7 separate regions of the Mus musculus genome follow, and regions 2, 3, 4, 5, 6 and 7 are each linked to region 1. A link is a contact called in public Hi-C, HiChIP or PLAC-seq and promoter capture Hi-C data. All regions are on one chromosome and are shown on one strand. The core of a region is the stretch at or near the end of the contact, and the rest is flanking DNA. Distances in the headings are between cores, read along the strand shown. Region 1 holds the start of Ntrk3 (neurotrophic tyrosine kinase, receptor, type 3). Region 2 has its middle 66 kb from the start of Klhl25. Region 3 has its middle 95 kb from the start of Klhl25. Region 4 has its middle 130 kb from the start of Klhl25. Region 5 has its middle 100 kb from the start of Agbl1. Region 6 has its middle 44 kb from the start of Agbl1. Region 7 overlaps Agbl1 (ATP/GTP binding protein-like 1).

What was found. Promoter capture Hi-C pulls out the DNA fragments that hold promoters and counts their contacts. A called contact is a pair of places that touch in the nucleus more often than the background predicts. HiChIP or PLAC-seq counts read pairs in DNA pulled down with a chosen protein or histone mark.
Region 2: a contact with region 1 is called in a promoter capture Hi-C map of second pharyngeal arch cranial neural crest. The contact joins the enhancer-like site here to the promoter of Ntrk3 in region 1. A contact is called at or near these places in 15 of 39 promoter capture datasets (the 3T3-L1 cell line, 3T3-L1-derived adipocytes, the C10 cell line and 10 more), 3 of 15 datasets of contacts at CTCF or cohesin (hippocampal excitatory neurons, large pre-B cells and pro-B cells), 127 of 484 Hi-C or Micro-C datasets (the 3T3-L1 cell line, the AML12 cell line, the AtT-20 cell line and 74 more), 15 of 115 datasets of contacts at active chromatin or transcription factors (SST interneurons, Th17 cells, VIP interneurons and 12 more) and 3 of 9 other capture datasets (adipose tissue, embryonic stem cells and liver).
Region 3: a contact with region 1 is called in a Hi-C map of stem cell-derived motor neurons, with 2.6 times the contacts expected there. The contact joins the enhancer-like site here to the promoter of Ntrk3 in region 1. A contact is called at or near these places in 10 of 39 promoter capture datasets (the 3T3-L1 cell line, the C10 cell line, cranial neural crest and 6 more), 2 of 15 datasets of contacts at CTCF or cohesin (large pre-B cells and pro-B cells), 28 of 484 Hi-C or Micro-C datasets (B cells, the Ba/F3 cell line, CD8 T cells and 21 more), 7 of 115 datasets of contacts at active chromatin or transcription factors (SST interneurons, bone marrow-derived dendritic cells, embryonic forebrain and 4 more) and 2 of 9 other capture datasets (adipose tissue and liver).
Region 4: an H3K4me3 HiChIP or PLAC-seq map of embryonic forebrain shows a contact between it and region 1, with 21 times the contacts expected there. The contact joins the enhancer-like site here to the promoter of Ntrk3 in region 1. A contact is called at or near these places in 7 of 39 promoter capture datasets (cranial neural crest, frontonasal cranial neural crest, hippocampal neurons and 3 more) and 4 of 115 datasets of contacts at active chromatin or transcription factors (astrocytes, embryonic forebrain, embryonic hindbrain and 1 more).
Region 5: a promoter capture Hi-C map of hippocampal neurons shows a contact between it and region 1, with 21 times the contacts expected there. The contact joins the enhancer-like site here to the promoter of Ntrk3 in region 1. A contact is called at or near these places in 5 of 39 promoter capture datasets (the C10 cell line, cranial neural crest, hippocampal neurons and 2 more) and 1 of 115 datasets of contacts at active chromatin or transcription factors (embryonic forebrain).
Region 6: an H3K4me3 HiChIP or PLAC-seq map of neural tube shows a contact between it and region 1, with 22 times the contacts expected there. The contact joins the enhancer-like site here to the promoter of Ntrk3 in region 1. A contact is called at or near these places in 5 of 39 promoter capture datasets (the C10 cell line, cranial neural crest, liver and 2 more), 4 of 115 datasets of contacts at active chromatin or transcription factors (astrocytes, embryonic forebrain, forebrain and 1 more) and 3 of 9 other capture datasets (adipose tissue, embryonic stem cells and liver).
Region 7: an H3K4me3 HiChIP or PLAC-seq map of embryonic forebrain shows a contact between it and region 1, with 8 times the contacts expected there. The contact joins the enhancer-like site here to the promoter of Ntrk3 in region 1. A contact is called at or near these places in 10 of 39 promoter capture datasets (the C10 cell line, cranial neural crest, frontonasal cranial neural crest and 5 more), 46 of 484 Hi-C or Micro-C datasets (the AtT-20 cell line, B cells, the Ba/F3 cell line and 33 more), 12 of 115 datasets of contacts at active chromatin or transcription factors (SST interneurons, VIP interneurons, astrocytes and 9 more) and 3 of 9 other capture datasets (adipose tissue, embryonic stem cells and liver).

What each region holds. Positions count from the first base shown.
Region 1 is chr7:78,576,310-78,579,635 of GRCm38.p6, forward strand. Ntrk3 (neurotrophic tyrosine kinase, receptor, type 3) reads right to left here and starts at 1,529. Exons shown (of 17, transcript NM_008746.5): 1 at 1,227-1,529. The coding sequence starts at 1,474.
Region 2 is chr7:75,912,332-75,915,657 of GRCm38.p6, forward strand. No RefSeq gene overlaps it. Among named protein-coding and RNA genes, the nearest start is that of Klhl25, 66 kb to the left of the region's middle. Within about 2 kb of position 1,795, at least 36 of the 459 cell types and tissues checked have an H3K27ac peak or open chromatin away from gene starts, as enhancers often do. A contact at or near this core is called in CD8 T cells, DN3 thymocytes, effector CD8 T cells and 9 more, where this site is marked.
Region 3 is chr7:75,942,145-75,945,470 of GRCm38.p6, forward strand. No RefSeq gene overlaps it. Among named protein-coding and RNA genes, the nearest start is that of Klhl25, 95 kb to the left of the region's middle. Within about 2 kb of position 1,672, at least 11 of the 459 cell types and tissues checked have an H3K27ac peak or open chromatin away from gene starts, as enhancers often do. A contact at or near this core is called in neural tube and stem cell-derived motor neurons, where this site is marked.
Region 4 is chr7:75,981,672-75,984,997 of GRCm38.p6, forward strand. No RefSeq gene overlaps it. Among named protein-coding and RNA genes, the nearest start is that of Klhl25, 130 kb to the left of the region's middle. Within about 2 kb of position 1,665, at least 32 of the 459 cell types and tissues checked have an H3K27ac peak or open chromatin away from gene starts, as enhancers often do. A contact at or near this core is called in embryonic forebrain, hippocampal neurons and neural tube, where this site is marked.
Region 5 is chr7:76,126,139-76,129,464 of GRCm38.p6, forward strand. No RefSeq gene overlaps it. Among named protein-coding and RNA genes, the nearest start is that of Agbl1, 100 kb to the right of the region's middle. Within about 2 kb of position 1,638, at least 19 of the 459 cell types and tissues checked have an H3K27ac peak or open chromatin away from gene starts, as enhancers often do. A contact at or near this core is called in hippocampal neurons, where this site is marked.
Region 6 is chr7:76,184,214-76,187,539 of GRCm38.p6, forward strand. No RefSeq gene overlaps it. Among named protein-coding and RNA genes, the nearest start is that of Agbl1, 44 kb to the right of the region's middle. Within about 2 kb of position 1,593, at least 73 of the 459 cell types and tissues checked have an H3K27ac peak or open chromatin away from gene starts, as enhancers often do. A contact at or near this core is called in forebrain, neural tube and second pharyngeal arch cranial neural crest, where this site is marked.
Region 7 is chr7:76,391,786-76,395,111 of GRCm38.p6, forward strand. All of the region lies in intron 6 of Agbl1 (ATP/GTP binding protein-like 1), which reads left to right. Among named protein-coding and RNA genes, the nearest start is that of Gm30774, 25 kb to the left of the region's middle. Within about 2 kb of position 1,831, at least 108 of the 459 cell types and tissues checked have an H3K27ac peak or open chromatin away from gene starts, as enhancers often do. A contact at or near this core is called in the AtT-20 cell line, SST interneurons, VIP interneurons and 14 more, where this site is marked.

The sequences.
Region 1 (3,326 bases), core at 279-2,778:
CTACCCTAAACGTCTCCCTCAGAGCCTGGCCACCGTCCTAGTCAGTCCTGGGGCTCCCAAGGGATGAGAGCACGGGGCAAAAACCAATGAGCTGCCCTCCGAGCATCCAAGAGCTATCCACACCCTTCTCCTTCCTGGGGCAGAGAGGTCAGAGGGGTGGTGGTCACCTGGCTGAAGAATGAAGAATGAAAGAAAGGCTATGCAGGCTCCTGGCCCTGACTCTTCCTTTCACTCCTTCACAGGCCTCTGGCCCCATCCCTACCAAAGAAACACAACAAGAAAAGAGCAGGCCACTACACAGGGTCCCACTCAGCCGGGGCAAACCAGCCAAACGCCACGCAGAGTTCAATTTTTGAGAGAAAGGGGGTGGGGGGAAGGAACCGCAGAATTGTGAAAGAAATTTCCTTCCCAAAACCCAGGTCGTCCTCTCTCTCCTGCCTCCAGCAACCTGACTCAGAATTACCCTGGGCAGTTATGGAAGCCCAAGCCAGGAAAGGGTCTGTAGGCGCCCAGATGCAGATGAGGGTGGGAAAGGGGGGGATGTCTCGGAAATGCCCAAAATGGGGTTGGAGAAGGCGGCGGGAGGTGGGGGGGAGGAAAAGCAAAGAGGTAGGCGTCCATGACGGCCAGAACACGTCCGAAGTCTCCTCGGGAGAAGCCAGCTTCCAACTTGTTTACTTATTGGCATGTTTTGCTCTCTCCAAAGGGAAACAGTTTTTTTTTTAAAAAATCCCGATTGGTTCTCAAGCAGTCCCTATCTGTCACCTTCCCTCCAAGGCTAGGCTAAGCTTTGCCTCTGCCGCCGCTATCTGCCACCGCCTGTCAGGGAAACGAGACGCCTCTACTTTATTCCACTTGAGCGTGGCCAAACTGTTGCTATTTAGTGGGGGGCATAGAACCCAATTCGCACCCTCGAAACGAGCAGGCAGAGGGTGGGGGCGGGGACAGGAGCTGGGCCCGGGTGCACTCCGCCCGGAAGGGTCCTCTCCAGGGAGAGGTACCCACCAGCATCATCAAATCACGCCTGGCTAGGGCTGGAGTCACCTGAAACACGCAGCCCTACAGCATCTCCCGAGCCAGGGCGAGCCTGATGCGCACCCGGCGGGCTGCGAACAGAGGCGAGCTGGGGAGCGCAGGGCCAGTTCCCGGGCCGCGGGCGGGCAAGACGGAGACGCGAAGCTGGGGCGGGGGTGGGGGGCGGGCTGGGTAGCGGCCGCCTGACTTACATGGAAGTGATATTCCTTGAGATGTCCGTAATGTTGATGCTGGCGTTCCCATTGCTGTTCCCTGAATCCTGCCCTTCCAGGAGAGGGAAGAGGTTCCCATCGTCCGGCCGCCGGCAATTGATCTCAGTCTTGCTGCAGACACAATTTGCAGGGCAAGCCAGCACGGAGCCCACATAGTCCAGCCAGACGCTTCCCAGCAAGAAAATCCGCCAGAAACTACACTTGGCTGGGCAAAGAGAGACATCCATCTCCGATCGCTGCTTCTAAAAAAGAGGAGGAGGAGGAGAGGAGAGGGGGGTGGGGTGGGGGGAGTGGGGAGAGCAGGGGGGGAAGGAAACAAAGACAGCGAGGGAGGGGGGAAGGGGGAGGGGGGCCTCTGCCTTTGAAACGCCGAACGATCAGATGCAAAATCCTTCAGCGTCGGAAACCATCGCGGCCGCCGCCGCCACCGGGTGGGAGCCGCGGGGAGCGCCTAGTGGCGCGGTCTGCCGGGCATGGTGGCCGGCTCGGCGCTCGCCGGCTTGCGGGGTCCAGAAGCTCTGGAAACGAGGCGCGCTCTCCGACTCCGAGACTTTGCAGGGTTGTAACAACAGACGGTGGGAAGGCAAAAATAATAATAAAAAAAGAAAAAAAGATGGTGCTAAAGTCACCAAGTCCCACCTCCTAGGCAGAATTAAAACGGACACACCTGCAAAACACACTCGCACACACTCACATACACACGCGCGGAGCTGGAGGAAGGAGGAGAAGGAAGATGCAGTCAGAGCTGCAGCAGTCGCGGCGAATGGCTCGCTACGCGCCTGCAGAAATGTACAAGTGCTCCGAGCCTTACGAAACGCACGGGTTATCGGAGCGTCTTCCTCGGTTCCCTCCCTCCCTCCTCCCCTCCCTCCTCGCGGCCTCCTCCCCCCCCCCCGCCCCCCGCCCGGGCTGGGAGAGGCAGGAGAGCGGAATCTCCCCCTCCCTCCCCTCCCCACACCCCTCTCTCTCCCCGCCCGTCCTCTCCCTCCTGCTTCCCCACCCACCCACCCACTCGCCGGCTCTCGGCTCTCGCCGGTACCGCCACCCGCAGCCGCGCCGCTGCCCGCCCGCTCCACGCCCGCGCCCGCTCGCTGCAGCCGAGGGGAAAACGAGACGGAAAGGAAAAGTTGCAGTTGGGATTCCGAGGGTCGGCGTTGGGGAGGGAGAGTTGGCAAGCTGACTGAGCAACACGAAAGGCGTTCTCCCTTCCACTTTTTGGCCCTCGTGCTGCCCGGTTTTGCTGCAATCTCCTCCGCAGGAGGAAGCGAAATGAGCGTGGCCCAGGTGACCCGGGATGCTCCCCAGCCTGAGTGAGGGTCTCGGGCTCACGGACAGTGACGGGAATCAGGAGCGCACAGGAACCCGAGCGAGGCAGCCAGGGACGCCGGCCGCAGACGTGCAGACCTAGATCTGAATGACACTCATTTGGGTAATCAAGAGTCCCGGGAGCTGGGCTCAGCTTGGGAGGGGACTGCGTGGCATGGCACACTGAGTGCCCCTGAGCCTATTGCTCCTTCTTGGCGGTGCGTTATGGGTTCCGCCTTGGACAAACAGGGACCAGAGAAGGAGAGAAAGAGGGAAGGAGCGCCTGCAGGACTGCGCTGGAGAACCGAGGTGGCCCAGGGCGAGCGATTCATGCGAAAGAAGCGGCCAGGAAATTGAGATGCGAAGGGCATTTTTTGGCAAGCACCACGCCAGCACCGTCGGAGGCCAGCTTCTTGGGCTCAGCCCTCGGGTGCGCCGAGCTGGCAGCCTGGTGAGGGGGTGGGCGGACTGCTCTCTCCGGATGATTTGGGGGGCACAGAACCTCCTCTTTCCCTCCCCCACAAACACCCCTTCCTGGTAGGGGCTCAAAACAGGTGCAGCCTTCGAGGCAAGTTTAGACCTGATGGGGAGAGAAGTATAGCCCCCGCTTTTTGCCTTGATAGGATTGTTTTAAAAATAAAATGCAAATGTAAATATGCCAAATGCGAGCTATTTCCTGAGAAAGCCTGAGATTTTGCTGTGGGAAAGGAGAAGAAAGGGTTAGGGGAATCCGAGCAGGCAGACACACTACAGCATTCACACGCAGAAGAAAGC
Region 2 (3,326 bases), core at 545-3,044, 2.7 Mb before region 1:
GCTGAGCATATTGTTACTGAATAGCATTCTACAGCATGGTGGGCCAAGGGCTTATAGTCTTTCATTTTGGAGCTCAGTTTACTTGGCCATGCGTCAGAATGCACAAGCATCCGCTTAGATGGTAGGCAGGGAGCTGGAGAGATGACCCAGTGGCTAAGAGCACTTGTTGCTCAGCTAGAGCACCTGGGTTTGACTTCCAGCATGCACATGGTGGCTCACAGTCACCTGTAACCCCTAGCCACTCACTTGGGGCATAGTCACACAGATAAATTAAATATAAAAAAAAAATGAAAAAGTTTCTACCAAAAGTGCAATACTCAAGAAAAAGTGTTTTGAAAAGCTTTAATGGTAGATATGTATGCATACTAGATTTTATTATTTCTTAAATAATGAGATACACTGAACACAAAACAGTCTTCCAGGAAGAACACGGTAGAGACGAGAATTTCCCAGCCCTCACTGGGATACCACTCTGAAGTGGCACCGTTAACAATGCCTCTTGCTAGTATATACTTTCCCAAGTTTCTGATTATATTAAGAAAGACAGTAACGAAGACTAATTCGGCATTGTTCACAGATCCAGCTTGGGTTGTGCACATTTTATATCGTTTAGACTTCGAATTTCTTTCAGTTAGCTAGAATGTTAGAATTATGAAGGATGCTATAAACCCAAAATATAAGTGACTGTAAGGGAAATTCTGGGGGATGTTTAATAATCCTGTAAGAAATATGAGCTATGTAGTTCCAGGACGTTTAGCACTCCAGTGAATAAATAAAATATTGATAACATTTGTAGTCTTCTTTCCAAATCCCTGTATAGGTTGGTTATTTAAACTGATCCTCATGCTATATTTTTTAAAAATTAATCTCACATTAGGAAAAGATGGGAGGTCACATTCTTTTGCCTTCCAGGGAAGGTATCTTTGCCTCCATGATCTAGAGTAAGAATTTAGCATCTTCTCTCAGCGACATTTAACATCCAACACAATGGACTCAGAGAGGAATGGGAGCAAACATGAAATCAGGGTGGTGGATTTGGAGGCATTTTTCTTTGGAACCTTCTTGGACAACTCAGGCTTAAAGTTTTAAGGCACTGTAGGTAATTTCACTGTAGGTTGTTACACACTCAAAACCCACCCAAACTTCAGCCATACTTTTTAGTCATTAGAATTCTAATTGCCCTAGCTTATTTTCACTATTAGGATGCACCTGGGTAGGTGTTGGTTCTGAGACGTCCTGTTCCATCCTGGGAGGAGCTAGAGTGACCGCCTGGCTTTGCCATTCGTTAGAGACCCGGGAAACTGAAAATCTTTCTAGTCATCGTTTTTTTTTTTTTTTTTTTTTTTTTTTTTTTTTTCTTATTTGTGAGCTCTATGGTGACCACCACATTTCAGGATAAATGACTTGATACTCACGTGCCAAGTGTACCCTGTAATACTTTGCCTGTTTGCATGCTCCTTTGCAGGACCCTGCTTTAGGCTGTGTTTAGCCGTGCTTCCTGCTAGGCTTGTTCCAGATAAGGTAGCTTGCGAAGGCATCCTTAGTGCCTTGGGAATAGAGATAGAATGGTGGGCCTCTTGCTGAACGTCTTAAGCAGACATCCAGTGCGCTGAGTTATTCTTTCTTGGCCCTGAAGTTGTACTCTGCCTACGTGTACTTGTTTGCACTCCAAATCAGGGACAAGCTAGATCCCACAGGGTCCTAGACCACAAGCACAGGCAAGGGAGTGATGCCCTGCATCAAGCCTCCAAGACTGTGACAGTTCTGGGCTGACCTGTAGGGGGCAGCATCGTCGCGCTCCTCACTCCGGCCTTCCTTGGGCGTGGCTCCACTTAGTGCCCCAGGCTCTGCAGACAGCTGCAGCAGCTTTCAACAAACTGCACTTTCCTGGGGATGGCAGCTGCAGTCCCAGCTGCTTCCACTGCTGTGGTTGATCTCCTTCTCTGCCACCTCAGATCACACAAGCCTTTCTGCCACAGCCAGGGATCGCCTCCTTACAGAGCTCAGGGTCTGTCTGAGAACCTTGCTCCAAACTCTCTGTACCCTGATTTTCATTGCATTGAAAGTGTCAAGCGATCTCTTCATGCAATTTTTTTTTAGATAATAAATGCTTAAATTTATTGATCACCGAAATATAAATAAGTAACATTTCCTGATTCTTTTAAGATCAGTCATGTTTTCTAAATAACACCATGAAAAAATGTATTGAAATGAATTCATACAGAAATGTGGATGTCAAATATTTAACAAATCAGAGAAAAATGAATGATGCTTGGTTACTTGAATGACTCAGTGTATTGTTCTTAAACATGCATTACTTATAAAACTAGTAAAAACCCAAACAATATTCTGTAATTTTGTTTGTTACTAAAAAATTTTTATAAATTTAATTCTTAATCTTCAAAGTTATAAATTCTCAAATTTTATGGATTATAGGAAAATCTCAAGACCCCATAAGGAAAATTTTTCTTTTTTTTCTCTTCATGCAATTTTAAGCTTGTGAAGGGGAACAAATGCGTTTTATATTCCTCTGACCCACCATCGTCTCTGCTGGACAGCGTGAGCCCCTCAGACAGCAGGTAGCTTGGTGCACACAGGGCAGGCATCACTGTTTTTGCTGCTGATGGGGTGGGCAGGACAAGTGATAGAAATGTGGAACCAGGGGCTGCTCCATACCTGAGTTTCTCCACAGACCCAGTTGCTCCGCAACCCTCAGCAGCACAGATATTCCCAAGCGTCCCACTGTTAAGACCGACTTCCCAATGTCGGTTTCCATTTACCTTAGAGTTCATGGAAGTTAACCCATGTCTCCTGGCTCTCACTGTCCAGGAGGTGTGAATAGCCCACTCTGTCCCAGGAGCCTTTCAGACCTGAAGGACTCAGAGGAGAGTCAAATGGAGAAGCCCTGGCAGATGTCAGGCATCTCAGCTACTTGGAAGGCTGAGGTAAGAGGAGCCCTTGAGCCCAGGGCTGAAAGGCCTGCCTGTGCAGCATAGATGGATCCATCTCACAAACAAATGAGTGACTAAGCCCAGAGTCACAGGCAGATAAGAGTGGAAAGACCTAAAACCTGATCTGTTGCTATCCCTTTAGGGAACCTCAGGCCTTGGGGACAGCCAGGTCACTGAGGGTCACAGTAGGAACACAGTACAGCTCTGAAGCTGGGCAGGATGGGGACTTTCTGTGTCACTGATGCTGGTGTGAGATGTCCTGAGGGTGCCTGTGGCTCTTCAACCTCTGGGCATCACTGTGGTTCCTTAGGCTTGCACTCCTGCATCCCATCATGGTTTCATCATCCTCACATCTCTTGTTCTGTAAGATGCTGC
Region 3 (3,326 bases), core at 422-2,921, 2.6 Mb before region 1:
AGATCAGTGGAATAGAACAGAATGAAGAAATAGAGCTACATATATATGATTGGCAGGATTCAACATAGGTGTGAGGGCACTTTAATGGAGCAAGAGTAGTCTTTTCAACAAATGATGGGGAAACAGCCGGATATCTTTATACAAGAAAATGAACCTTGATTCACACTTAGTGCCCTAAAAAAACCTTGGGCCTAGGATGAGATTTAAAATACTAAACGCCTAGAAGAAAACATAGCAGAAAAATCGGTGAGAGCTTGAGTTAGGCAAAGATTGCTTAAATAGGTCACCAAAAGCATTATTCATAAAAGAATAATGAGGAAAATTTGGACTTCATTAGGAAAAAAAGCTCCTTTGCTCTTCAAAAGACATTTTAATGGAAGTGAAAAGACAAGTGTTTGAGAGAACACATTGGCCAAACACATATCTAATAATGGAGTCCTATCCTGTTATTAACTGTGTGAATAGAGATCAGGAATAAAGGACTCTCATGACTCAGTAATAAGAGGGAAATAACTCAATTTTAGAAAATGGACAAAAGACTTGAGCAGACATTTCACCAAAGAAAATATTAGGATAGAAAGTAGTACATGAAAGAATGCTCATCACCTGTAGCTATTAGTGACATGCAGATTAAAACTAGCCAGATGCACTCTGAGCTATTAGAATGGCTGACCACCTCCTCTTCCATTCTGACCATAATACCACCAACTATAGTGTAGAGCTGCCCAAACACTGCTACAGGGAATGTAAAAGCGACACTGCTACTGTTGAAAACAGTTTGGTGGTTTGTTACAGAGATGAAAACAATTTTTTTCTGCAACCCACTAATCCTACACATAGGTATTTACCCAAGAGAAATGAAAATATACACCTACACAAAGACCTGTAGGGAAATGCTTACAGCGGCTTTATTAATAATCAAGTCAAACTGGAAACACCCCAGATGTCTCTCCACTGGTGAATGTACAAAAATATTGTGGTGAATGTGTACATTGGAAATATGTTCTGCTATGAGCAGGAAGAATGCTCTGATTCAATAGCCTGGGTGAACGTAAGTGAGATGCTAATGGAAGAGCAGAATCAGAGGTTTCGTGATGTGTTCTTTCACTTACATCCCTCTAGAAAACACAAATCAATAGGAACAGAAAACATATCCATGGCTGCAAGGTGTCCATTATCTTATATCTATAGATCCTTGAGAGGGCTGCCCTGTCTTTTGTAATACCCCATCTCCCTGCCCAACGCCGCTGTGTTCTGTATCTTGATCATGTTGTGGCTATATGACTGTGTGCTTTTGCCAAAGTCTGTAGAGGTCAAAAGTCTTGGAGGTCAAAAGCAATCAGCATATGGTATTTTGTGTGGTCTAACCTGTGTCTGTCATACCAGACTGATGTAGATGGCAAGGCTCAAGTGCTCTAAGGCTGTTGAAAGCACTGTGCAGTGTGCAGAGGAGGGTGACATGCGGGTGGAGGCATGGCTGGAAGGGGTGTCTCTGTTCTGTGCAGTGAGAGGGGAGTACTATTTGGGGCTCCAAATTCCCTGAATGGAGCTGACTCCTGTACACACACCTTCCAGTCCTATCTTCTAAATTAGGTCCCTCGCTCTGTGGCAGTGACTGTCCGAGCGTATTCTGAGCAGCAGCATTCCCCCTGGACTTCAGGCTTCACATCTCAGTGCCCTTTTGTCTGCCTGCCACCTCGCCTGCCAGTGGCATCCCATAGACATTTACTCTGAGCTGACAAGTAAAATGCCAATAATTCTCTGTCAGGCTGAAGCTGCTCTCACAGCAAACCACTGAATGGTCATTTCAAAGGGGGCAAAGAATAGAGACCATTCAACAGCTCCTCTTGACAAGAGAGATTTAAGAACAGGGAAGGGTATTATTGGCTGGACCGTTACCGGGAGAACACTCAATGGCAGGCATCACATGCTATTGATGACACCCTGATGTCTTCATGCTTTCCCAGCTAGTGGGTTTGATTTTTCCCTCGTGGAGAGAGCCTGTGTCAAGAACTCTCTCCTTTTTTGAGGGTAGGTGGCTATGTAGGGTGCACTTTTGTCTTCAGAAAATATGGCTACTTTAAAGCCACTTGCTTCAACACTCATACCAAAAAAAGGAGAAAAAGGAAAGAAAGAAGTCTTTTTATCTCACTTTCCTGAAAGCCCTTTGCTTTGAGCTCAGGCTAGCTTGCACCATGTTCTCTAACTCCACTAAACTAGGCTGGTTCCTGGAGTGTTTCTGGCAGGGACTTTATCTAAAGCAAAGAACAGACATGCCAGAAAAAAATGTTCCTATGTTTAAGAAGTCTCTTTCTAGACTCAAGAAATCATGGGGGAAAATAAGACCTGAGGAAACAGGAAAAAAAAGGATGGTTTGAGAGAATATCTATTTTACTCAGCTTTAGGGAAATGGAGAAAGAGGTCTTTGAATACTACCTCTTTCCCATGGTTTTCATTATTTTTCTACAAGGGACCTAGGGCATGAGTGTACGTGCTACAGTGCTCATTCAACAAACTTGGAACCTTCTTGTGGTTTGTTCTATTCTCAGCATGTGGCACACAGCAAACATGGCACACAGCAGTGAGTAGGGAGAGAGAAGGAGCCATGTGGTCTGAGGGGGATCTAAATAAGCTTAGGTTCATTTCCTTTTTTTTTCTTTCCATTTTTTATTAGGTATTTAGCTCATTTACATTTCCAATGCTATACCTAAAGTCCCCCATACCCACCCACCCCCACTCCCCTACCCACCCACTCCCCCTTTTTGGCCCTGGCGTTCCCCTGTTCTGGGGCATATAAAGTTTGTGTGTCCAATGGGCCTCTCTTTCCAGTGATGGCCGACTAGGCCATCTTTTGATACATATGCAGCTAGAGTCAAGAGCTCCGAGGTACTGGTTAGTTCATAATGTTGATCCACCTATAGGGTTGCAGATCCCTTTAGCTCCTTGGGTACTTTCTCTAGCTCCTCCATTGGGAGCCCTGTGATCCATCCATTAGCTGACTGTGAGCATCCACTTCTGTGTTTGCTAGGCCCCGGCATAGTCTCACAAGAGACAGCTACATCTGGGTCCTTTCGATAAAATCTTGCTAGTGTATGCAATGGTGTCAGCGTTTGGATGCTGATTATGGGGTGGATCCCTGGATAAGGCAGTCTCTACATGGTCCATCCTTTCATCTCAGCTCCAAACTTTGTCTCTGTAACTCCTTCCAAGGGTGTTTTGTTCCCACTTCTAAGGAGGGGCATAGTGTCCACACTTCAGTCTTCATTTTTCTTGAGTTTCATGTGTTTAGGAAATTGTATCTTATATCTTGGGTATCCTAGGTTTTG
Region 4 (3,326 bases), core at 415-2,914, 2.6 Mb before region 1:
GGTAGTAAAGCTCTATTCGGATATCGTATTTCCTGTCTTCCTCTGCGTCTCGACAGCATCTTTTAGGTTTGGGTTTCCCCATCACACCTCAGGTTACTGATTGCTAAAGAGATAACCTCTCCTCTTCCCTCTTTCTGCAAAAACAACTGGGCAACTCTACGTGATGAATGTCTTACCCAACTCTGACTGAGGCCTGGGGACTTGGGGAGGTAGATCTGTCATCACTAAAAATGACACTGTGATGGTCCACACAGCATCAGATTACTTTCCAGAGAGTCTGACTTTTAGGGTCTACATGAGAGTGGGGAAATAGAGAACTCAAGTCAGACATCACTGTCAGGCATAACCAGCTCAGCAATTTGGGGCAATTTGGTTAAGGGACAGAGAACACACAGCAATTTATCAAATTGTTAAGACTTCAGCAAATAAATGATTCGCAAGATGTCTCAATAAGCAACTAACGCTAAATGTCCTAATATGTTATATAAGCGGTCAGGATGCTAAGAGACAGACAGACAGACAAACAAACCACCTTTTGACATTTAAACAAGTAACTGTGTTGGCAGACTTAAGTACCTAGCAATGATGCATTTCCTGTTCTATTTAGCTAGCCAAAGCCTTATTGTATTGTATGTTTGAATAAAACAATAAAAAAATGGAAGCCTCTTTGTTTCATTGGTAGAGAAAATTTTGAACCTCATGGACTAGTCTCACCTGGCCTGATATTTCTTCTTGGTTTCAGCAATTTCCCCAGTACAAGGATTCTTCATCTTACTCTCAGACACGAGAGTTAATTAGCTAATCTGGATTTTGATTCACACATATTAAAAACTGTCTTTTTCTGAGCTCACAAAAGCTCCCTTATGTGAAATAAATGGCATTATGTCCAAAAGAATGGTGTTACATTGTCTTTTACTTTGGAAGAAAAGGAGGTAATTAGTTTGATATATATTTTTCATTCGTGAATGTTAATGCCATCTTCACAGCAGAAAGAAAGGTGAATGGCTGTGCCCAGGCACTGCTCCTGGATTTTGTGGTCCTGACATTATAGAAAGGAGTTTGGGGGAAGTGGAACAGGATAAAAGGGCCTCAGTTGAATATGTGAGCAAGCCGTGTTCTTAATACTTCAACAAAATCTTACAAAGTTTGAAATTCATAGAGCGCTTCTGAAAGGCTGCCAAGAGGGATATTTTCAATAGATTGGTAGAATGAGAAATCAAATGTATATTATTTTGTAAGAGATTGGAGTTTAATACAGCCTTCGCACAGGTTAAATTTATATCAATAAAATAGTAGGTGGAGAATGGGACCATTTAATTTTTTCAGTCCTCAGAGGACACATAGCGTCTCTAGAAAAGATGAACGCAACTTAGGGCTACTCTCTTTTAGGCCTCTGTGTTCCTTTTCAAAAGCAGCCTGGGAAATTTCTGCCATCCTTTGGAGTTCGAGGCAGCGGCAAAGCTGCGGTCAGAAGTGATGGATTGCGCAGCCAATTTGCTTGAAGTTTGTGGTTCATTAATCCAGCTTTTTTTTTTTTTTTGAATTTCAAAGGACTGGAGTGATGTCATTTGGAATGTAGATCACAGAAAATTAATGGTGTTCCTTGGTCAGAAGTGAACACGGAGACAATGAGACCTAGAAGAAAGGGATGGGTGGTGGCTGAGGATTGGGGAGTCCGGTTTCCACCAGGAAAGCCTCTGTGGCTCTTCAGATCCCACCCGACCGCCCCCCCCCCCCCAGCGGCCTGAGGGAGGCGGCTTTGAGGGATTGCCCTGCTCCTTGTGAGAGAACAGAGTTTATAGGAGTGGTTCCCAGGCACCCAGCAGCGTCTAAAGTCTTGTCTATCACATTCAGTGCTGCAGACCTGCCTTGTGTCTGTCCCTAGGTTCTCAGCCCACCAGCCAGCCCCTCTGCGCCAGGAATTTTAAAAGTTCGGTTTAGATGATGGGAGCCCTGCCCATCCGGGCGCGAAGCGCGCTTCCCACGCTTGGGACCCAGGTGGAGTGGCAGAAGGGAGCCTGAATTGTTGCCAAAGACGCAGGCTGGGAAAGCGTGCTCAGAGCAGGTCCCGGGAAAGATCAAATGGGACAAGTGAATGGGTGTCTAAGGAGCATATCCTAGCTGTTAAGCTGGGAGTTAGCTGCAGTCTCATAGGTCATTGGACCACTATAGCAGTTATCTGTGATACTAACAGAAATGGAATACTTGGCACGAAATGGTCACACAGCCACGGTTCTTGAATAAAACGAAGAGAAACAACGCCAACCACAAAAGCCTCCACAATGGCTCAGCTAGATGGTGACACTATGCTTTTTAAAGTAAGGAAACAGCTTTTAAAGCTGTGCTCAGGACAGCAGGAGAATTCTGTTCTTGGTGTCTTTTTGAACTGCTAACAATGCCCTTCAGATGTCACTTCTCAGCGTAGCATCACGGAAGCCATGGACTCTGAAAGTGCCTGAAATATTGTTTAAGTGATTTCATTGACCTTGTACACGAAAATCCCAGTAGGACTGTCATCTTGCATGAGGACAGATGAGGACTTTCACATAAGAATACTATCTGTGGCACAAGGTGAACCATCGACACTTCGTAAGAAAGTTGAAGTTTATCATGCATCTTAATGAGCCAGGCAGTGGTAGCACACACCTTTAATCCCAGCACTCACGAGGCAGGGGCAGGAGTGTGAGGCCAGTCTGGTCTACATAAGGAGTTCCAGGACAGCTAGCGTACACAAAGAAACCTTGTCTACAAAAAAAAAAAAAAGGTGATGAGACTTTGCAGGATAATTTTCCCTTTGGAAATCTTAACTTTGGCTTAGGACTCAAAACATACTAGTGTTTACTGGGTAACAATATAATTATACAATTACAGAGTGAAATGTTTTCTGTTGGCAGTGCAGAAGTGGTTCTTTTTTTCCCCTTGTACAATTAATTTATTAATTAATTTAAATATTTAAAATTTTTTTTTACAGTCCAGTCGTTATCCCCGTCATGGTCCTCCCTCCTTCAGCTCCTCATCCCATTCCTCCTCCTCATTCCCTCTCTAAGAGGATGAACCCTCCCCTATCCCAGGCTTCCCCACTCCCTAGGGCCTCAAGTCTTTGGACAGTTAGGTGCTTCTCTCACTGAGGCCAGACCAGACAGTCCTAGGGAGCCTAGGACCAGCTAGTGTATGCTGCCTGGTTGGTGGCTCAGTGTCTGAGAGATCTCAGGGACCCAGGTTAGTTGAGACTGCTGGTCTTCCTATGGGGGTCGCCCTCCTCTTCAACTTCTTTCAACCACAGGGGTCCCCGACTTCAAACCATCGGTTAGTGTGAGTATCTGCAT
Region 5 (3,326 bases), core at 388-2,887, 2.5 Mb before region 1:
TATTAAATGACAATGAAATATGCACCCACCTGGACCTATACACCCCAAGGATTGTCCTTATAGGAAAGAATCACAGAAGGTCTTTGTGCTCAGATAGCTTGGTAGGTAGAAGCTCAGAACCTGGAAATTCTAGGATAGAGTCAGGAGATTGAAGGTTAATATCTCATTGTTGCCAAGCAAGGCCTCAGAGATATTCTTGCACTGGACAGGACTGGTCCTGGGCTGTCCAAATCCCCAGACCTCTGTGCCAGTGTTCTGGGAAAAATAGGTTCATATTTGTAGCATCTATAAAGTTCTGTAGTGTAAACTTTACCATCATGTCTTCTAACAAGCTCCAAATATGATGTGATGTCAACTACTCCTGATAATGGAGAATTGGGACAATCCCAGGATGCTCCTGTAAGCAGTCTACAGTTGCTCTAGCACATTGCTTTCTGGAACTGATTTATCATGGCCTCTAGAAATTTTCATTGAAAAAAAAAAAAAAACTACTCCCCAGTGCAAAAGGCCTGCCAGAGAGCATTGTTATAAAAAATGAACAAACAAAAGGAAACTAAAAATCAACAGAACAAATCATAACACTTTTGTATTTTTCTGTTTATAATAACTATTTTATCTTTCTTGATTTGTATCATAGGAGATATCTAACATTCAACCATCTCAACCTATTAAAAAAGCAATTTTCAATATGATTCAGCATTACACAATTCACATTATATATGAAGTTTTATGGGCTACTTGCATATATTGCAAAGTCATAAACATTTTCCCATGCTATTAAACTTCTTTTGAAGGTATGGTTTTTAATGGCTGTCTTCTAGTAAGTTGGATGTATGGCTATAATTCACTTAGCCATTTCTTTGTAGGATGTTTGATTTTCTTTCCCTTCTCTCTCCATTTATTCTTTTGATTTCTATCTTTTTTCCTATTATAAATAAGGCTGAAGTAAACATTCTTGTGATATTAATATTTCTGTGTTTATTTCTGATTATTTTCTTAGGCCACAGACTTAGAAGATGAATTATACAGATTCAGACAGCGAAGGAATTTCAACAATTTAAAAAGTCTTGATGTATTATTGCCAACATGTTCTTCCCAAACTGTATTAATTTACCTTATAAATAGCAATTTATGAAAGTGCAGATTTCCTGTAAAACTGTCACCTTTAAATATTGCCCTTTGTCTTAATTTTTGTTGTTGTTTTCTTCCCAAGTGCATTGGCAAAAAGCGGTCACCTCAGAGTGAGTTGGTTTTGTAATGGAGAGAGTACAGAGTGAACACAGAAGCAGAAAGGGGAAGGGGAACCTACTCTGAATCTTCCTTACGTCCAGTACTTCAGCTTCCCTGTTTATTTCTAAAAGGTAGAACAGACAAACCCACGGCCTACAGGCACTTAGTGCCATCCTTCTCTCCGTAGCCTCTCATTTACCCACCCACCTTCTGTGACCTTTTATGCCAGAAGTAAGTCAATGGGTGTCCCTAATAGGTGAGTAAGCCTGTGGCCAGATGGCTGCACAATTTCGATTTTTGACATGATTGAGCTGAATTACTATCATTTGGGCTAGGTGACTCAGCTATGCAATCATAACACATTGTTGGGAGCAGGCAGAACTGGTGTGGGTGGCTTGTCAAGCCTTGGGCACAGGGCCCTGTTATGTTGCTGCAGCTTGCTCATTTCAATTTATTTCTAGCTTCAGTCTATGACTTCCAGCACTGCCAAACCTGGCTTTTAATTTCCACCTGTGTGTTGGGGGAGTGGGAGAGGGAGGGAAGGCAGGCAGAACAAGAGGAACAGGACAGCAATGTCATTATGGGTTGGCAGGAACAGAGTGAGACTATGATTGAGGGTGGAGGGAGGAATGTGTGACGGGATGAAAATGCCTCCAGTTGGGTTCCAATTGTCAAAGGCCCAAACTCAAATGTGGGAGAGAATGGTGTTGTCTTTGTTCTACCACCAATGAAGAGTGCCAATCGCTGATTGTGCATTCAAGCCAAAATCGGGTAGGACTGTAGGCTGTTACAGAAGAAAATCATCATTCCAACCAGATTTCTCAACCCGGAGTGGTTCATGGACCAGGAGAGCAATGCTTCTCTCTTGGTGATGGTCACAGTAGCTCGTCTTCTCTCCTCTGGAGTCTCTTGTAGGAATGGCGAGTGCTTGCTGTTTCATACCATGCTGTAGAGTGGTACTACCTTTTGAGACTTTGCTTTTGTGAAATGTGCACAAGCTGGCAGAGTTGGTCATACCAGGTGGCACCAGAAGCTATAGATAAGTAAATGTGTCTATAACCTGAGCATGGCAGTTATCCTTTTTCTTCCTTTTTTCTAGGTTATCTATTCACTTTATGTTCCAAACACAGCTTCCCCTGTCTTCTTTCCTTCCAGTATCTCTTTCTCCCTCCCTTCTCCGACCCCTCCTCTTTTTCTCTCTAGAAAAGGGGAGGCCTCTCATGAGCACCAACCACTCAAGACATATCAAGCCACAGCAAGGCTAGGGTCATCTTCTTCCACTGAAGCTAGACAAAGCAGCTCAGTTAGGAGAAAAGGATTCAATGGCAGGCAAGATAGTCAAGAGACAGCCTCTATTATTGCTTTAGGAATTCCACAGGAAGACCCAGCTGCACAACTGTCACATATGTGCCGAGAGCCTATGTTCATTCCATTCATACTTTCTGGCTGGCAGTTCAGTCTCCACGAGCCCTACAGGCACAGGTTAGTTGATGCTTTAGGTCTTCTTGTGGTGTCCTTGACTCCTCTGAATCCCTCAATCCTCCCTCCTCTTCTTCCATAGGACTCCTCAAGCTCCACTCAGCGTTTGGCTGTGGGTCTCTTCTTCAGCTTCCAACAGTTGGTCGGTGAAGCCTCTCTGATGATATTTATGCTAGACCTTTGTCTTCAAGTATAGCAAAATATCATCAACAGGATCAGGGGTGGGCTCACTCTCAAGGTATGGGTTTCAAGCTGGAAGAGTCATTGGTTGGCCCTTCCCTCAAATTCTGCTCCATCCCCCCTCCCCGCATATCCTGTAGGCAGGACAAATTGTTGGTCTAATATTTTCTGGCTAGCTTGGTGTCCCAATCCCTCCATTGGAAGTTTTGCCTGGTTACAGGAGATGGCAGAGTTTTAGCTAGGGTTACCTTCATAGATTCCTGGGATGTTCTATTGTCTTAAGTTTCTAGCTTATCTCAGAGATGCTCCTAGCCCCCCTCCCTGAGTCCAATGGTTTTCCCCAGTACTCTTTCCATCCATCCTTCCCCTACCTCATCCCTCCTGTTCTTATTCCCACCCCTCCACCATGTGGCAGTTTTCCTATGTAGCCTCTATGA
Region 6 (3,326 bases), core at 343-2,842, 2.4 Mb before region 1:
TACCTCTTATCTTCTATTTAACTTTAACACTCACGTTAAGAGACCCTTAGATAGACTTGGAGATTACTGAACCTCCTTGTTGCTCTGTCCAGTGTGGCTGTACCACACACATCTCCTTTCTTTGCTTTTCACTGTGACTTTTCCCTAATTAGCTTATTGACCAAGCTAGCTTGTTAGGCCTGTCAGGGCTCAGGCTCTGACCCCTTCCCTCAGGTGATATTGATGGTCAGTCTTGGGCAGGAATGCTGTTGGGTTAGTGAAAATCTCTCTGGCTATTCCCACTTAGTAATTTTCCATTCACTGGCTTCTCCCTGCTTTTGAGTATAAATTCCTACTTCCTTGTGCTGAGCCAGATCTCACCCCTCTGATGGCAAAACTCCATTTGTAGTGGTGTCTACCTATACCTATCACAGTGGACCTCGGTAAAGTATTCCTTTCTGTGTTTTAGTTCAGTGGTAGAATACTTGCCTGGAAGGACCTGTGTAAGACCTGCATTGAAGAACTGTGATTTTTTTTTTTAAATAAAGTGTAATTAAGTAATTTTTGCTTTAAGAAGGACCAAGATTAATACAACCTGGGCTCCCTCTCAGGTAGTGGTTGGTACAAAGATGCCCTTTTAGGGCCGTGTGTGTGTGTGTGTGTGTGTGTGTGTGTGTGTGTATCTATATGTAGGTATGCTCACACATTTGTATGCACTGGTTTATCTCATGTTTATAATATGTCATTATCTATCTTTCCAAGAGGAATAGATTAATACTCTGCATAAGGCATTTAATTAAAACTATGTCATCACTCCATTAATATCTTCTTAGAGGTCCTCTGTCTGGCACAGAAGTGAGGTGCCGGTGGGGTCATGTCTACCTGCTGCAGTTGCAGGTGCAGAAGGAGGGTGATATGGAAAGAGGGTGATGCAGGCAAGGCAAGGCCTGGAGAGCATCACTGGAGAGCATCACCTGCCAGTTGCCGTGCCCCTGCTGTGTTCAGGGCAGGAAGGTATACATCCTGTAGCAAGCAAGCACCCAAAGGCGTGGCTGCTTCCCGAGGCCTCCAGCCCCGCTGGGATAGCTCTTCTTTTTAGAGATCAAGAGAGAATGTGGTGCTCAAAGCATGACAGTCCCCAGCCTACATTTCCTTTCAAGTGTAAGCACAGATAGCAAAAGGGAACACAGAGAAACCTAGAAGAAGGGCTATGAATTATTCATCTCTTACTCTGGGCTCCAGGCTCACAGTGCCTCCTCCTTCCCATCCCAAAAGGCAGCCAATGAGAAAGACCCCCTTCTTCACTGGGTGAATTACTGCTCATGAATGGCTAGAGGATCCATTTCAAAGCTGCACTTAGAATTAGCCTATTAAAAACAGCAGCCCGATTTGTTTCAGGAGCTGCGGTGGAAATGAATGAGGGCTCTCCCCTCTCTTCTAGCTATTAAAAAAGCTTTGCTTCTCACACAGTAGCTATTTTAATTAAATCAATAATTATGTTTTATTGAATTGAATGCTCTTCAGAAAAAAAAATCAGCACGGAGCCTTTCGAAAACTTAATTTAGGCCAACAGTTGGGGGGAGGGAGGGAAACCCAGAGGGAGATGTGGAGGAAAAGCAGGGTGATGTGACTATGTAATAACACCAGTTCTAATGGCTGCGGCTTCATCACCGCAGAGGGAAGCTGCGTTTGGAAACCAGTGTCAGTTTCCTGGAAAGCACAGAGGGTTTGTTTTTTTTTTTGTGCAGTGGTTGGGAGACTCTGTTCAAAGTCTGCCTTTACAGTGATGAGTTTCTACCCACTGTGCCACAGTGGTTTTTGCCTCAAGGTAACTGTCAGACATGCCTCTATTGGTCCTTGCTGGCTGCCTGTGTACAGTGTTTTCGGTTGTTCCCTGGGTGAAGAATAACAGGCATAACCTCTCCCCTCTAGTTTTGTAAACCGTAGGCTTGTGCTGGGTTATGCTGGGTTATGGCAGTGACCTTCCCACTGGTGTTCTGGCTCCATACTGTGCTCCTGCTCAACTTCAGACTTTCAGATTCAGTCAGAATAGATACACATAAGGGGAACAAAAGCAAAGCAAAACAAAACAAAACAAAATGAAATAAAACAAAAACTCCCTGAAAGACAAGAATGATGGCTGATGTAACTACACCGTTGTTTCATGGTAGGACAACATACTTGCTTAAACAGGAGTCCATTCCAAACACAGCTGGGACCTACATGGCTGACCTGAATGACTGCTAAATGCCCTTTGTTCTATTCTAATTCCATTTGCATATTATCATCCGTGCAAATCTGTTTGCTTCCATCTTGTGTCTGATGCCATACTATTCCTATAAAACCACAGGAGGGCAGGAAAGGGGAGTAAAATCCGAGTAAACCTGCTGGAGAAGCATAGCCCTGTTCCTAGCCTCCTCTCCCTTATGAGGAGCACTTCCCCACAAGAATTGCTATCCAGCTGGGTGTGGTGTTGGATGTCTGTGTTGCTGTCTCATTGGAGGCTGAAGCAGGGGGACGGCATGAATTTGGGTCTACTCTGAGATACATACTGGTAAACAGACCAACTAGCAAGATATAAGAAGACCCTGCTGAATCAAAAACAACAAACAGCAAACAAGCAAAAAACTTCAAACCTCAAATCACACCAAACAAAACTAAAAAATGCTCCAAACAGAACAAAACCTCTACCACAGTCACCACCTAGCAACAACAGCATCCAGACCCTGGGTGCACACCTCTGTGTTGGAGGTGTGGGTGGGGTCTCCTCTCTGAGTGTTTTTGCTTTGGAATAAACGTCCTCCCAACTCTCTCACTTGCCTTCTTTTCCTTTCCCTCCCCGCCTTGATGGTAACAAGAACCTGGAAACAGTGGGCAGATGTCTCAATTTGCTCTCTCTATTTTTGAGACCTCCTCAGCCTTTGCCACTGGCAACAAGATGGATCCAGCTGCTCTCTTCCTTCATCTCTGAAGTGACTGCCCATTGCTCCAGGAGCAGAGGCTCTCGTGGAATCTTAAAATCATAGCGGAGTGGGCAGGCAAGGTGGAGCCAGGGGCAAACTAAGAAGAGGCTTTAATCTAAAAGGCATGGCTGAAGGCCAAGGCCTCCGACTGCTGTCATACAGAAACAGAACATCACAGTGCCAATGCCTATTTTCCTTTTCAGGAAAACCCAGAAACTTTTGCATCCTGCAAGTATTGGGATGAAAAATACTGAGTACTCTGTAGATGAAGTAATCTGTTTAAAATATTTCCTCTTTCTTCTTACTGTGTCTTCTGTGGTGGAGGGTTTATATTACCCAGCTAGCTGGCATGGCCACACATGGCATGCTCTGGTCAGTGAAGTG
Region 7 (3,326 bases), core at 581-3,080, 2.2 Mb before region 1:
TGCTGCTTCATAACTGTAATTTTACTACTCTTATGAATAATGTAAATACCTGAAAAACAGGATATCTGATATGCAACCCTCTACCTGCAAAGGGGTGCACAACCCACAGGTTGTGAATCACTGCATTAAACAGAATGGAACCAGCCATGGTGCAATGTGCACATAAATGTGTGTGCCTGTTTTATTCTTTGAGCACCCACACAGGGGTTGGGCTTCTTACTGCAGCTCTTACCTCATCTCAGGCCACATTAGAGGCTCTCCTAATTATTTGATGTTGGATAAGGAAGGAGTCCAGTTTCCTAGAATCTTTTTCCACCATGCCTTAGTTATTGTGGTATGTTCACAAACCCGATTGTCTCTCTCTCTCTTTTTTTTTTTCTACTATGACTTCTGGGGAAGCATACATTATGTATTTCACTGATGAGTCAAACATCTCCTTCAAATAATATTGATTTTTTTTTTTTGTATTTGTCACACTGCTGCAGTTGGCTTCATTTGAAGGCAGCATGGCAAGCCACATCCATCACCATGCTGGTTTAAAATGACACGTATATCCATTTATTGAGTTCTTAGCATGTCAGACACTGTGTATGTTTAGCCCGAAAAGGATATTTCGCAATCCCCGTCTCAGTAAGTGGGGTAACTGAAGTCTGGAAGGCTTAAATAATTTATTCAGGCAGCAGGCTTTAGGGTTTACCTGACAGTCTCTTCCTCCCAGTGAGCTAAGCCCCATGCTTCACCAGGAAGAGATTAAAGAGGCTAGGTTTACTTAACCCAAAGAAGGAACAACGAAATGTTGAAAGGAAGCTAAGTAAATATTGCTTAAGTATCAGGAGAATTATCTTGGAAGACCATGTGTTACTTAAGTCAGAAACATCACACGGTCCACTCCACATAACGTTTGAATGGGCCCCGGTGAGAGATGCTAAAACACCAGCATGTGTGTGAGGAGCCTGTGTTTGCTGCTTCGAGGGTGAGCATCAGGCAAGGCTGATGAATGGGGGCATGAGATCCGGGAGCGAGGAGCAGGAACTGGAAGGATTACAGGCTCCTATTACGTCATGCCACATTCAATTTGGCATATTCCTCTTTACTTTCTTGGCTTCGAGTCCGGTCTTGCCTGCCAAATACTTACGTGCTTTGCATAAGTGCATAAGTGATTTTAAAAAGTTTAAGTTAAAAGGTTGCAACTGTGCCGGTTGTCTCCTTTGCCCTCCTCAGCCTGATGCTGCAAGGAAGTGTGGGCTGAGTTGCAGACAGTTGTTCCTGTAGTTCCTCTTCATGCCATGTGGTGGTGCTGTTCTTCTAGTTATCTCGACCATTGCTAGTCCAATATTTATTTTCGGTGAGTAATTTGTTTATCAGGAGGTTATTTTAATCTAATTTTGGCCATATTTGCTAGCGCACACTATCTGTGCTTCCCAGCGTTAGCAGCTTGCATGTCTTGAAGGAAATTATCTGAAGATGGTCTCAGAGGCATTTGCGCAGCCATTATTTAAGGGAGGTGGGAGGAGGCAGGGTGAGTGGAGCCTGGGGTTAGAACAGCGGATGGAATTTGTTGCCTTCCAAGTGGTGTTAGCATGACTGAGCAGGATTGACAGAGGGCGGGGACATCCCAGTAGCATTTTGCAAGCTGTCTCTGCTTGACAGCAGCAACGCTGGTTGTTAGGGTCGCTAGTCTCCCAGACCCTTGTGACAACTTGTAAAGGTCCTAAATTGGTTTGGGAGGACAAGAGTCTTCTAGTTCTGCACCCTCTGCAAGAGGCCCTTCTCCCAATCTGATGACATCTTTAATTAACTGCTACTGCAAGCTGCCTGTGAGCTGGGGAGTGGGGGAGGTTGGAAAGAGCGTGACTGTACCAGAGCAACCACCGCAGCATCCACAGCGTGACTATGGTGATGAATAGCGTGCTGGACACTTTGCTCACGTTACATTGAACTCTTTGTCCTCACTTACATAATAGTCATAGTACTATACCTGTCCTACATGCCAAGAAGAGGTAGTTAGCACAAAACAAAGACTTGCTGAAGTCCCACAAAAAGCACAAGGAAAGCTAAACTTTACCTCAGTTGTGACTGCTTCCAAAGCGTCAGATTTTCATATTTCTGGTAACCTTCAGCAGGAGTCAGGAACCCTGGACTGAGCCATAGATTGACTATGCGATCTTAAACATGGCCTTAGGTTGGCTTGCAGTAAGTGGAGGGTTGTAGGCGGGGCTTGATGCTTCTTTGCAACAGAATCTAACGTTTTCATCACCAAAGCCTAAGTGTGAATGACACATATTTGGTAGGCACAATGGGGCTCAGGTTGAGACCCCAGTTAAGAACAGCTCATTTTTTTCTTTTGCTTTCCAACTCTTGTTAGACACTGAGAAGTTTCCAGGGACGTTCCTGAGGGTCTGGAAGAAATCAGCCTTGGAAACTTCTGAATGAATATCATCGTGGGGTGTGTGGGAGCTTGACCTGTTGTTTGCGATTACAGCTTCAAGATGGAGTGACATGATGCTTTCTGTGGGAGGCTGGAAAAGTGTGTCACACTTCTCTAAGTAGTAAAATAATAATAATAATAAATGGTAATATAATAATAGTAATGATAGTCTAGTGATATTTGACCCAGAGAAAGCCAGAGTCTTGTATCCATCAAGACCCAGTCCAGTCATTTTGCAGTCTCTTAGAATTAATGGGCCTAATTAAGCAGTTGAATTGAACCTAAGTTGTTGAGGACAGTGGGGTTGTTATCCAGTGACAGGAAGGTAGGCTAGTGAACCCTTTCCTGTGATGGTCAAACTCTTCGGAGGTGACCATCCTGGGTCTGAACAGAGCTGTGAATGGCGCTGATAAGATGTTCCCGCTTGACACAAAACTTGGCTAAAACATTATTGTTGGCATGCCGCTGTTAAGTCGGGTCAGTTCTTATGCACAGGTAGCATACTATCTTTTACCACCTCTATCTCCAGGGCTTCCCCTCTATTCTAACATTTGCCTGCAAGTTTGGGTCAAAGTGTCCCTTCGAAAAGACTGTAAAAGTGTAAAAGTCTCCAAGTCATGATGAAGATGGTATACATGTGATATAATTGCATCAGTCATCATAAGGGCATGATATGGTGGATATCACTGTTTACATAGTGATCATAATGTCTGCTCTCATGGTACCCTGGGGTCAACTACAGAGACATAGTTATCGAGGCAGGCTGGTCTATACCCTCTAAAAATAATGAGCAACATGGAAGCTGGTGATGAGCCAGGAGCGGGAGCGGAGCAATGGATCTTAATAAACTTTGGTAAAAGTCACTGCTAGTTTATTATTACTGCCATCAGAGGCTGAA